4 separate regions of the Mus musculus genome follow, and regions 1, 2 and 4 are each linked to region 3. Evidence: chromatin contacts called from public ChIA-PET and HiChIP or PLAC-seq data. All regions are on one chromosome and are shown on one strand. The core of a region is the stretch at or near the end of the contact, and the rest is flanking DNA. Distances in the headings are between cores, read along the strand shown.

Evidence for each region. ChIA-PET counts read pairs in DNA pulled down with a chosen protein or histone mark. HiChIP or PLAC-seq counts read pairs in DNA pulled down with a chosen protein or histone mark.
Region 1: a contact with region 3 is called in an H3K27ac HiChIP or PLAC-seq map of regulatory T cell precursor, with 7 times the contacts expected there. The contact joins two enhancer-like sites. A contact is called at or near these places in 1 of 484 Hi-C or Micro-C datasets (CD4 T cells) and 4 of 115 datasets of contacts at active chromatin or transcription factors (CD8 T cells, microglia, pancreatic cancer cells and 1 more).
Region 2: a contact with region 3 is called in a BATF HiChIP or PLAC-seq map of CD8 T cells, with 10 read pairs. The contact joins two enhancer-like sites. A contact is called at or near these places in 7 of 39 promoter capture datasets (the C10 cell line, the HPC-7 cell line, cranial neural crest and 4 more), 3 of 484 Hi-C or Micro-C datasets (bone marrow-derived macrophages, liver and nephron progenitors) and 8 of 115 datasets of contacts at active chromatin or transcription factors (the 230-238 cell line, CD8 T cells, the HPC-7 cell line and 4 more).
Region 4: a contact with region 3 is called in an RNA polymerase II ChIA-PET map of effector CD8 T cells, with 82 read pairs. The contact joins two enhancer-like sites. A contact is called at or near these places in 5 of 39 promoter capture datasets (the 3T3-L1 cell line, the C10 cell line, the HPC-7 cell line and 2 more), 1 of 15 datasets of contacts at CTCF or cohesin (CD8 T cells), 12 of 484 Hi-C or Micro-C datasets (CD4 T cells, CD8 T cells, Th1 cells and 5 more) and 11 of 115 datasets of contacts at active chromatin or transcription factors (the 230-238 cell line, CD4 single positive thymocytes, CD8 T cells and 8 more).

What each region holds. Positions count from the first base shown.
Region 1 is chr7:114,067,971-114,070,670 of GRCm38.p6, reverse strand. The region is part of intron 1 of Rras2 (related RAS viral (r-ras) oncogene 2); the gene reads left to right. Among named protein-coding and RNA genes, the nearest start is that of Gm51454, 33 kb to the right of the region's middle. Within about 2 kb of position 1,285, at least 89 of the 459 cell types and tissues checked have an H3K27ac peak or open chromatin away from gene starts, as enhancers often do. A contact at or near this core is called in CD8 T cells, pancreatic cancer cells and regulatory T cell precursor, where this site is marked.
Region 2 is chr7:114,452,169-114,454,868 of GRCm38.p6, reverse strand. All of the region lies in intron 1 of Pde3b (phosphodiesterase 3B, cGMP-inhibited), which reads right to left. Among named protein-coding and RNA genes, the nearest start is that of Pde3b, 38 kb to the right of the region's middle. Within about 2 kb of position 1,443, at least 99 of the 459 cell types and tissues checked have an H3K27ac peak or open chromatin away from gene starts, as enhancers often do. A contact at or near this core is called in the 230-238 cell line, CD8 T cells, the HPC-7 cell line and 4 more, where this site is marked.
Region 3 is chr7:114,316,237-114,318,936 of GRCm38.p6, reverse strand. All of the region lies in intron 3 of 4933406I18Rik (RIKEN cDNA 4933406I18 gene), which reads left to right. Among named protein-coding and RNA genes, the nearest start is that of Psma1, 41 kb to the right of the region's middle. Within about 2 kb of position 1,361, at least 192 of the 459 cell types and tissues checked have an H3K27ac peak or open chromatin away from gene starts, as enhancers often do. A contact at or near this core is called in the 230-238 cell line, CD4 single positive thymocytes, CD8 T cells and 11 more, where this site is marked.
Region 4 is chr7:114,478,478-114,481,177 of GRCm38.p6, reverse strand. All of the region lies in intron 1 of Pde3b (phosphodiesterase 3B, cGMP-inhibited), which reads right to left. Among named protein-coding and RNA genes, the nearest start is that of Pde3b, 65 kb to the right of the region's middle. Within about 2 kb of position 1,282, at least 129 of the 459 cell types and tissues checked have an H3K27ac peak or open chromatin away from gene starts, as enhancers often do. A contact at or near this core is called in the 230-238 cell line, CD4 single positive thymocytes, CD8 T cells and 10 more, where this site is marked.

The DNA.
Region 1 (2,700 bases), core at 36-2,535, 250 kb after region 3:
TGGAGTTTTACCACTGAGTCATCTTGGCTCTGACCCTTGGGTTGCCTTTGAAGTTCTCTTTATGTAGGCCAAATGGTGGGACCTCTAGCAGTCCTCTGAGAGCTTGGCCTTGTGGGTGCACACGCTGATCAGGCTGGGAATCTGCAGATCCATAGTGCAAGAGGGTGGAGTGGAGGGAACGGAAGAAGCTGCAAGGTGAGCTGCCTGGATGTCCTGACTGCTGGGTGGAGCCCACACAAAGCCACCTATACAGGGACGCCACGCACTGATGGCTAACTGACAGATGACGACTTGCACCAGGAGGGACCCATGAAAGCCTCTTTGATTCAGGGTTGAGAGTTGTAAGTAGGTTTCTCTAGAGCCTGAGAATTTTATGTCACACACCCCATTCTAGGGACTCTCCCAGGAAACCCACAGGCATTCATGAGAAAGAACATCAAAGTTGATTGGTGTGGTCTTTGACTCTATGCTCTCCTTCAGTTCCTACCCAGGAGCCAGAGATAATGTTGGTGTGGAGCAGGAGAGATGCATAATAAAGGACAGTGCTGCCTTGGCCACCCGTGTTTTACTGAGGCGGGGCTGGGTGGGGGGTTGCCAGGTGAGTGCCGGCAAATATGATCGAGACACCGGAAGAGGTGCATTGAATGTTGAAATTAGAAAGTTCCTGAAAACCACTTGAAGAAGATACTAGTTACAGAGTGAAGACAATGTGTGCTCTCTTGGATTCTGTTCAGGAGCAAGGAGCAACTTGTAGAAGGGCCTAGGGAGAAGTTTACATGTAAAGCCCAGCGGGGTTATTTATTTATACATGTCCCACGTGCACATTTGTGAAAAGGGGAAGTGAGGTAACAAGAGAGACACTGAGTTTTACTCAGTCTACCTCATGGCTCTGAAAACGGGTAAACAGGTAGGTGTTAATTACATGCTAATTATATATATACACATATATATATACACATACATACATACATACATACACACACACACACACACACACACACACATATAATCAGATATGCCCCATTACTCTCCTTCTACTGACTCTATTTCTCTTCCTACCTAGTCCCTCTTTATTTGCCTGTAGATTTTATTTTTATGACTCAGTGAGTTTCATTAGGTTGTTTACAGGATCCTAGGTGAGAAAGTAAGATTTTTTTTTTTTGAAGGTTAAGAGCCTTCTTTGTGGGCATGGCTGGAACCTTGCACCTTGTGCACTCTAGGCAAGCGCTTTACCACAGAGCTGCCCCGTCAGCCCCAGGGGAAGAGGCTGGCATGGGAACATGTGATCATTTTCCCGTGAGAGTGTGGGGTATATGCACTGTAATTTAATAGGCCTACTGTGTGTCATGTGTTGTGCTCTGTACACGTGCCCCCCCCTCCCCCCAAGGCAGTGAGGTTTTTTGTTTGTTTTTTTTCTGTCTCATAGGCAAGGAAGCTGAGGTTCAGACGCACACGAGCTGTGTGGTTTCCTACATGGAGGACAAACAGAGCTAATTTACCCTCAGTCTCTTTCTGCTTCTCTCCGCTGCCTACACACACACACACACACACACACACACACACACACACACACACGGGACAGAGGTGGGGAAACTCAGCCAGCGTGTCCCACACTGGGTGGGGAGAATAGAGGACATGGTGGTCACTCGAGACTGGCAGCCTGATTCCCAGGGGCAACGGTGTGGACTTCTGTTCCTTGGAAGAGGGAATGGGTCCTTGCACCTCTTATCTAGGAGGTTATCTTCCTTCTTGCCACATTTAAAGTAGACTTTGGGTTATGCCTACCTTATCCTTTTTAAAAGCAAGATTTATTTATGTATTTTCCGGGCCTGAACGCTTTGCTATCCGTGTGTATGGGCGCTGCATTTGTCCCTGGTGCTTCAGGAGGACAGACTTTTGATCCCTTGGAACAAGAGTTACAGATGGTTGTGAGCCACCACCACGTGGGTGCTGCAAACTGAACGCTGGTCCTCTGCAAGAGTAGCAAGTGCTCTTACCTGCTCAGCCACCTCTTCCGCCCTTGCAGAGTTATTCAGTTCGCCTAAGGGCTCAGGCATCTGTCCAGCGTGGCTTCTGGACTTGACTTTCAATCCCCTGACTGCATAATCATGCATCGTCTCGCCTTGCTGCCTGCAGCCAGCCTTTATAAATCCTCTAATCAAGAAACCAAGCAGCTACCAAATCTCAGGTTCTGCTCTATTTTGTCATAGGGAAATGTAAAACTTGTTCTGTGGGTAAAAGTGTCTGTAGGGCCATGCTGAATTTCAGTGTTCAGGGTAGGCTCTTAAGGACTTTGCATCTAGACTGTTTCAGAATCCCCTCCCAAGAGAACTGGGCAGGACCTCAAGAAGATGACAGGGGTGTGGGTTTATAAATCTTGCCTTTTCTCATATTTTTGGAAATATTCTTCCTTATTTTATAGGCCAATAGAAAATTTGGTATTCAGTGAATTTTTATTAAATAATAATTCTTAGGCTCTGATGACCTTATTAGCATTGGGTCTGAATTTAAACCGTAGTCTTCCTGCTTGTTTATTGAGTGGCCTTGAAGAAGTAGTGCAGTTCTCTGATGTAAAAATGTTTGTAAAAGGGGGGAATCTGTTGGAGGGTCCTTGTGAGGATAAATGAGAAAATCTACTGAGTAATAAGCAAGGCAGATGCGCAGCCGCACTGCCTGCAGGTCTTGCCTGGCCTGTGATTT
Region 2 (2,700 bases), core at 194-2,693, 140 kb before region 3:
TAAATAATTTTCAGAAAAAGTATAAAATATGTTTATCCTATCATTATTATAAAATAACTTCATAACACAATCAACCACAGATACTTTGGTCAATTATCTGAAATGAAGGAGTTTAAGTTTATAACTTAAAATTGTTTGTTTGTTTTTTGTTTGTTTGTTTGTTTGTTTGTTGTTTTTCGAGACAGGGTTTCTCTGTGTAGCCCTGGCTGTCCTGGAACTCACTTTGTAGACCAGGCTGGCCTCGAACTCAGAAATCTGCCTGCCTCTGCCTCCCGAGTGCTGGGATTAAAGGCGTGCGCCACCACGCCTGGCTATAACTTAAAATTTTAATTCTGATAGTAAAATAACAAAGACTTAAACCCATGAACTCTATTTGCAACTTAAGCATTTTACTAACAAGAACTTTAATTACATATTCTAATGCTTACTAATATACAAATTACAATTTTCTGTAGTAGGTAGAGCACCCATAGATACAGCATTAACACTCATTAATGAAGCCTGTGAGCATGTTCTTTAGCATTGTCAAAATGAAATGTCATAAAACCAAGAGTGTTGTTTAAGAATGGTAATCTGATGGCCTACTCTGTCATCCTAGAAATGGTAAACCATATAAAAGAACAGCAAAACAAGAAACAAATGCACTCATTGTTAAGAGTACAAATACATTAAAAACTCAAATTCACAGCTATCAAAGTAAACAACAACATAAAGAAGGAATGAAACAGCTTAGCAAAATGTCTGCCTATTAGTAAATTTATTTTCATTACTATTTAATTAAATATCCCATCTAGTTTTAGAATTTGATTCTCAAAGATAATAAAGTTACAAATGATTGAATACTAAATATACACTTTTATAATAGACATAAAAGCAAAGAATTATCTGCTAAAATGATTTATCAAAGATATATACTGAAGAAGATGAGACATTGCTTTGTAAATGCAGAGCCCAATAAACAAGGTGGCTGAGAAGAAAAGCTCTACAACAATACAGACCGTTTCTCGGCCCATAGTTTCTCTGTTGAGGTTAATAACCACTCCTTTCATGTGGCTTTCATGTGGCTTTCAATATTAAAATTTTAAAAGCAGGGACCAACAAGAAGGGTCAGTTGGTAAAAATGTCAGAAGCCACCTGGAAGCTCATGGGCCATCTAGTGTGGATACACAGCAAGACAGAAACAATATCACAGAGCTTGCTTTAGAAGCAAAGTCTAAGGAGAAAACTGTGGAGGCTGTCTTCTGACTTCCACATGTACACTGTGGCACCGTATGCTTACAGGGAGCTGTGTACGGATGGGTAGGTACAGGTGTGTCACATGTACAAATCAGAAGAAAAAAATTTAAACATGTCTTCTCAAATAGCCCCATCTGCACAGTAAACGTCATTATATATTGTCTAATTACAGTTATCACTAGCACTGTCACTCAAATTTTCCCTGACAGCTATTACAACATAGAAAAGCAGAAGCTTCAGTCCTTATCATTCAAAGAAACAGGAACCACTTGCTAAGGACTCTAACAAAATGAAAGAGAGAACTATAGTACACAGAAAATGTGAAAAATAAACTAGCCTTCCTCTTCCTGCAAAAAGGTATTAGGAATCAATCTTCCAGGTAACAGATAATTGACAGACTTCACTTTAAGAGAGAAGATAGCAAGGATAGATGCATCCTAAGTTCAGAAGTACTCTAGAGAATACAAAAACAAAAAACAAAACAAAACAAAAAAGCCTCTTCACTCTAGAGAATGTACTTCCTCCTCATAAGTAACTGTTCAGTTCTCTGTCCTTCCCCAGAGCAGCTAAAGGTTTCTCAAAAGGGTCTTCTCTTCCCCCTCTTCTCTTCCCCTCGTCCCAGGGACTGTTCTCTTCCCCCTCTTCTCTTCCCCCTCGTCCCAGGGACTGTTCTGCCTGCTCTGATCTGATGTTGACGGCAACAATTTGGCTGAAACAACTTTTAAAGGACAAAAACAATCCTCACTTTGCAAAATCCTATAACAATTTACAAATCACCTCTGCATCAGCTTTTCAAAATTATCCAACCTAGTTTGTATCCTCAAAACCTCCCCCACTCACCCCACCCCCATCGAGGTTTAAGTGATCTCCTCTCCTGGGTGTCTCTCCTACTTCTCAAGTCCTCTTCCTCTGGTTTACAATGGAATTGTGGCCCAATACTTAAATCTGAGTCCCCGTTTGTGTTCTGGATATACTCTTCCTTGGCAACTTCATCTATCCACATGTTTGTTTGTTCATTTCATTTTTTTATTAGATATTTTCTTTATTTACATTTCAACTGTTATCCCCTGTCCTAGTATCCCCTCCAAAAATCCCCATCCTCTCCTCCCTCCCCCTATTCCCCAACCCACCCACTCCTGCTTCCTGGCCCAGGCATTCCCCTATACTGGGGCAGAGAGCCTTCACAGGACCAAGGGTCTCTCCTCCCATTGATGACCAACTAGGCCATCCTCTGCTACATATACAGCTAGAGCCACGAGTCCCTCCGTGTGTTTTCTTTGATTGGTGGTTTAGTCCCAGAGCGTTCTGGGGTTACTGGTTAGTTCATATTGTTGTGCTTCCTAGGGGGCTGCAAACCCCTTCAGCTCCTTGGGTACTTTCTCTAGCTCCTTCATTGGGGACCCTGTGCTCTGTCTAATGGATGACTGTGAGCACCTACTTCTGTATTAGTCAGGCACTGGCAGA
Region 3 (2,700 bases), core at 112-2,611:
CTCACACTATAACTCCAGCTCAGGAGATCTGACTTCCTCTTCTGGCTTCCACAAGTACCCACACACAAGTGCAGAAATACCCAGACACATACACACATATAGTAATTTTTAAAAATTTTTTGAAACAGTAATACCATTGTAAAATGTTCATATGATACACTTTGGTCCCATCAACCCTCACTAGAGCCCTCCAACCCTTTATTCTCTCCCTCCCTGATCAACTTCCTCTTCAATACATCTTTTTATTTCATGGTGTGATCATTTATTTGTTACTCTAAAATACTCTTATTCTGTACTGAACTCTGACTTAGAAGTAGATACTCTTGGCAGCAACATCTGTGGCCACTCACTTCTCATTAAAAAAAACAAAACAAAAACAAAAAACAAACCCATAAAGTTCTTCTTCCAGTCCAATGAGTTTCTGACAGCTGATGGCTGAGAAGATACTCAGCTTCATCTTGAGGTACCAAACTCCCAGCAGGTCTGTCTGTCTGTCTCTCTCTCTCTCTCTCTCTCTCTCTCTCTCTCTCTCTCTCTCTCTGTGTGTGTGTGTGTGTGTGTGTGTGTGTGTCTGTCTGTCTGTCTGTCTGTCTGTCTGTCTGTCTGTCTGTCTGTCTCTGTCTCTGTCTCTGCCTCTCTCTGTCTCTGTGTGTGTCTTTGTGTCTCTCTCTCTGTCTCTGTCTTTCTGTCAGTCGTCTCTCTCTCTCTCTCTCTCTCTCACACACACACACACACTCACACACACACAGGTGAAAATGGGGGGGATACATTGTCTTTAAAATCTTTTATGTACATGTACTTATTTACTGGGGCCAGGGCGGGGCACATGTGGGGCACAGTTCTGTCTGAGGACTCCTTACAGGAATCAGTTCTCCTCTTCCCTCAGGTAGACTCGGATGCCAGGCTTGTTTGTATGGATCTTTACCCAGAGGCACATCACTGGCCTCACGTCTTTCAGTAGATCATGTTTAACAGTTTTCAGAAAAGACAGTTTTCCAAAGTCTGTGCATTGAATTTGAACAGAGTAACTTACTCCTTCTGAGTCCGTTTCTTTTTTCAACTCTTCAACTAGTCCCATGCTCATAGAATTCTAAGATAATTAAATAAATCTAAACCACTTAGCAGATATTTGGCGGAACGTAGGTGTTCAAAGATGCACCCTTTTGCAGATGGAACCCCACACAGACTGCACAAACACCTTTGTGAGGCAAGGCCTCCAAAGGGCAGCACCGGAGCGTTTAACATGCAAAGCCTTGGACCTGTATCTGACTCTTTTGCATGTAAGCACTTACACCCAGCTGCTGTCAGCTCTTGTTTCTTGCCAGCTAACCGCCACCCTCTCCCCCAGCCTTTTCTACTTCCTGTTTACGTAGATTGCTGCTTCCTGGCTGAGGGAACTGAAGAGTTTCTGCCAGACTGGCTTTCCCCTGGACCCAAGCTAAGAATGCCTTCTTTACTTTCTTCTGGTTCTTGTAGCAAAGCCATCCCATTAAGGAGGAGCAAACTACTTCTTGAGCAGTTCCCAGCTAAGCAGCCGGGGCTCTTTCTGGCTCCTGAACTGACTCAGACAGACATTAGTCTTACTGTTTCTGGTGTAACAAATGCAGAAACTTGTCCCTTCAAGCTATTAGCTCAGCCCTCACTTAGAACTAGGATGACAGTATGTTGCCAGGTCCTGCTTTTTCACCTAGGTCCTGCAGATCTGCACTCGGGTCCTCATGATTTCACAGCAAAGGTTCTTACCCATTGAGGCATCTCCCCAGCACAATAATGGTTATTCTAAATGCCCTTCTCTGAGCGTTAACCAATGGGTAATTTGGGGAGGCAGGAATGAAAGGTATCAGCCATATCAGGAATGAAAACCTATTCCTATAGTCTCAACTACTGAGAGCCCGAGACAGAAAGATCGTTTGAGCTCAGGAATTTGAGGGTAGACTGAGAAATATAGCAAGGCACCCCATCTCATAAAACAAAACAGGAAAAAAAATAGATGTGGCTTTGATTTTATTCTGCTCTTTGCTGGCACAGTGATTCCCTTAGGCACAGCAACCTATTCGCTGCCAGCTTAAATTTTTTCAAGTTGTTATCACCTTTACAGAATCAAATGTGGGACTTGGCTTGCTTTGCAAGTAGCACATTGGCTTTCTCTAAGCCAAGCATTCACATAGCAAGGCAGACTCTGAGAAGACAGCCTGACTCTGTAGGATCTTTGGAAGCAATGATTCTCAAAAGCACTGCACCACCTCCTACCTCGTCACCACCACGGTCAGGGCTTCCTTTTCTGCAACAGCTACTGCTATGTAGGGCCCAACCAGCTCCATTTCCAGCAGAACTCTTGACTTCCTCTCTGATGACATTCTGTCTGTGGTTCAGATGACTGTTTAGAGAGTCTCATTTCTACTCTAATGACTCCTGTGTTACTCACTCACTGAGTGAGATACAGTTCACAATCTCTTTTGTTCTATAACCATTGTGCTTACAAAGGCCCTAATGAGCATCCGGTAAAAAGCAAGACTTTGAAAGAACTGATTGACTGCGGGAAACTAGGACAGAACACTCCAGTCGTGGAGCTGATGGTTAGATTCCGGTCTAATGATCTAATGTCACCATTACGACACTCTGTTTTGACATGGTAGATTTTAACCAAAGAAAGTGAATGAATACAGCCTGTTTTTCTTTTATCCATGATAATTGTTTATA
Region 4 (2,700 bases), core at 33-2,532, 160 kb before region 3:
TCATCATGCCCAGCTACCCAAAGCTTTTACTTGCAGAAAACAACTGGCATTTCAAACATGATGAGCAAGATTCAATATAAACAGCACAAATGTAAACACAATTTTGGCTATAGATTATCTTTTTATTATGCTTTAGAAAATGGAGCAAACTACTAAAATAATTTAAACAAAATATGAAATAATTCTATTTCTCAAAAGTTAAATATGATATGTCTCATGAAATTAATAACTAGCACAAGCAGAAAGTAGACATTAGTGAAAATGTTTATAATTTCAATGTCCATGAATGTATAGAACCAACAGTAATGAGCAATGCCTGCCTCCCCTGTCTAACTGTGGTTTTATGGTCTCATTTAAACGAAGCAGAAAGGGATTAAATATAAATGAACCCAAAACATGTAACTTATTTACTTCTTATAACGAAATACCTTTGTTACTACAAAAAGAGGTTGTTGAAACAAAAACACAAAAAGAGGTTGTTTATAATTTATTAAAGTAGTAAAAATTTATTTTTAAAAATTTACCTAAAAGTGGTGGGAGGCTATCAGACATACAGAGTGCACAATGCATGGCAAGTATAATTTAATGTTTTCAAGTATTTGGTCTAAGTATTTACTTCTCCTATATAGTATGCAGGTCTACTGAAATCTTGCTTCCAGGTAGACAGTCACTACTCTGCATGAATACTTTTCATGTTAGCAAGGCTGAGACAACTAAACTTCAACTCCCATACCACTAGACCAACATTAAGAGAAGAGTAAAGCTGAACTGTGAATCACAATAAAAGCATCCCAGTGACTATAGAGAATGTGCTTACATATTTATGACTATGTCCCTCAAAACGACAGTACTCTGAACGACTGCATTATCTGAAATGACCGAGTCTTTTCACAAACTATGGCTTACACACTGACGCTAATTTTAAAACACTACTGCTTTTTCTAGGTTACATATGAAATGTATATTCTTTTAAAAATTTTTAGTTGGTTTGATAAAGTTGTACCCAAGGCTGCTTTTATTTAAATTCATCTTTTCTTTGTGGCTAAAAGTTGAATCCTGATAAAAGTTTCTGTTTGAATATGTTTATAAGTCTAACATGCTTTACAGAGTTCTACAAAACCACCAAAACCACAGTGAATCATCAGCAGCACAACCAGGAGATGTTATCAAGTTCAATTACGTCAATGAGGTTTTACTTCATTTTTCTCTATGCGGCCCAAAAGAAAAACATATATGCATCCTCAAAAACAGAACTGCAACACTCATGTCAAAGTTAAAAGACTGTGTGCTGTGGTGCATTCCCGTGTGAACTGTGAAACGTGCTGTGTTCTTAGTTCTTGAGCTTCTTCACATCTGTGCTACTGAAACTGAACAAATTTCAGTACTTCCAATTTTTCTAATTCTGTGTCCAGTGGAGACCATCATTTAACTTGGTGTTTACTGAACATAAAAACATAAAAGGGTAGATAAAAATGTTAAACTACAGTTGTAGTTTATAATAGACTCTAATACATGAACAAAATTTGAAAGAAAAAAAGAACCCCGTTCAGGAAATCTAAAACAGGAGGAGAAGGGGTCTGTGAGGGACAGAGACAGGGAAGAGCCTACTATTACACTATTGTTTTTCTATTATTCCTACTAATCAACTACTAGGATGATGTTTATGGTGACTCTGACTACATACAATATTAATTTACTATAATTACCCATATTCCTGTAATTCTGGGCCTTCTCCATTTCACATATGAAGAAGTACACATCACAAAATCATATGACTAGCCATACTTTAGATTTAATTCTAGTGCTTTAGGAATTGTTAGCCATTAGGAAATACCATCTTATACTTAACAGTTTACTGCTGTGTGCTAACAACGTGCCCACTGCTTAGCAAAGCATGTAAAAAGCACAGCAACTTGACATACGAGCCTGGCTTCGTGTATGAGAAGAGGAGGCATGCAGTGGTATAGAGGACATCTCTGCTTTAGCCTCCTAGGCCCATTTTTTGTTCTCCTTTGAAACATAAGGGAGTTAAGCCCTATACTCTGTGTCAGCTAAACTGTGTGCAGCTGGTTTCTGCTTACACTTAACTTACACAGCAGGAGTCAACAGCAGGAAACTAGAGTGTATTCAAAGGTAAAACAGGTTAATTCCTCTATTCTGCTTCCCTGGATCTGCATACCACTCCTCCAGCAACGATTTGGTCCTCCAGACTGCAAGTTTTCAGAGGATTCATCAGCTTCGGTGATGACTGAACTTTGAAAACGCCTGTTCTTCAAGTCACAGGTAAGGTGCTTTCTACTGTTGCAAGTCTCTAGCCTTCTCTTAGCCATATTCTTAACTGCTTTTATTATCTAGAATATTTTTTATTAAAACATTATTATTTGAACTATTTTGATGGAATTCTGTTTTATACTGGGTCCCTAAGTTATGCCAGGCTATCATAACTAAGTTTTTTTCTGTCATTGCAAAGTAACAGAATATGAAGTTGGGTTTGTTTCCTCTGATTTCATTATCTTCTACTATGCTAAATAGTTGATGATTTATGTTTTTTAATTTATGCTTTTTAAAAATTAAGACTTTTTTTGTTTTGTTTTTGTTTTTCAAGACAGGGTTTCTCTGTATAGCCCTGGCTGTCCTGGATCTCACTTTGTAGACCAGGCTGGCCTCGAACTCAGAAATCCGCCTGCCTCTGCCTCCTGA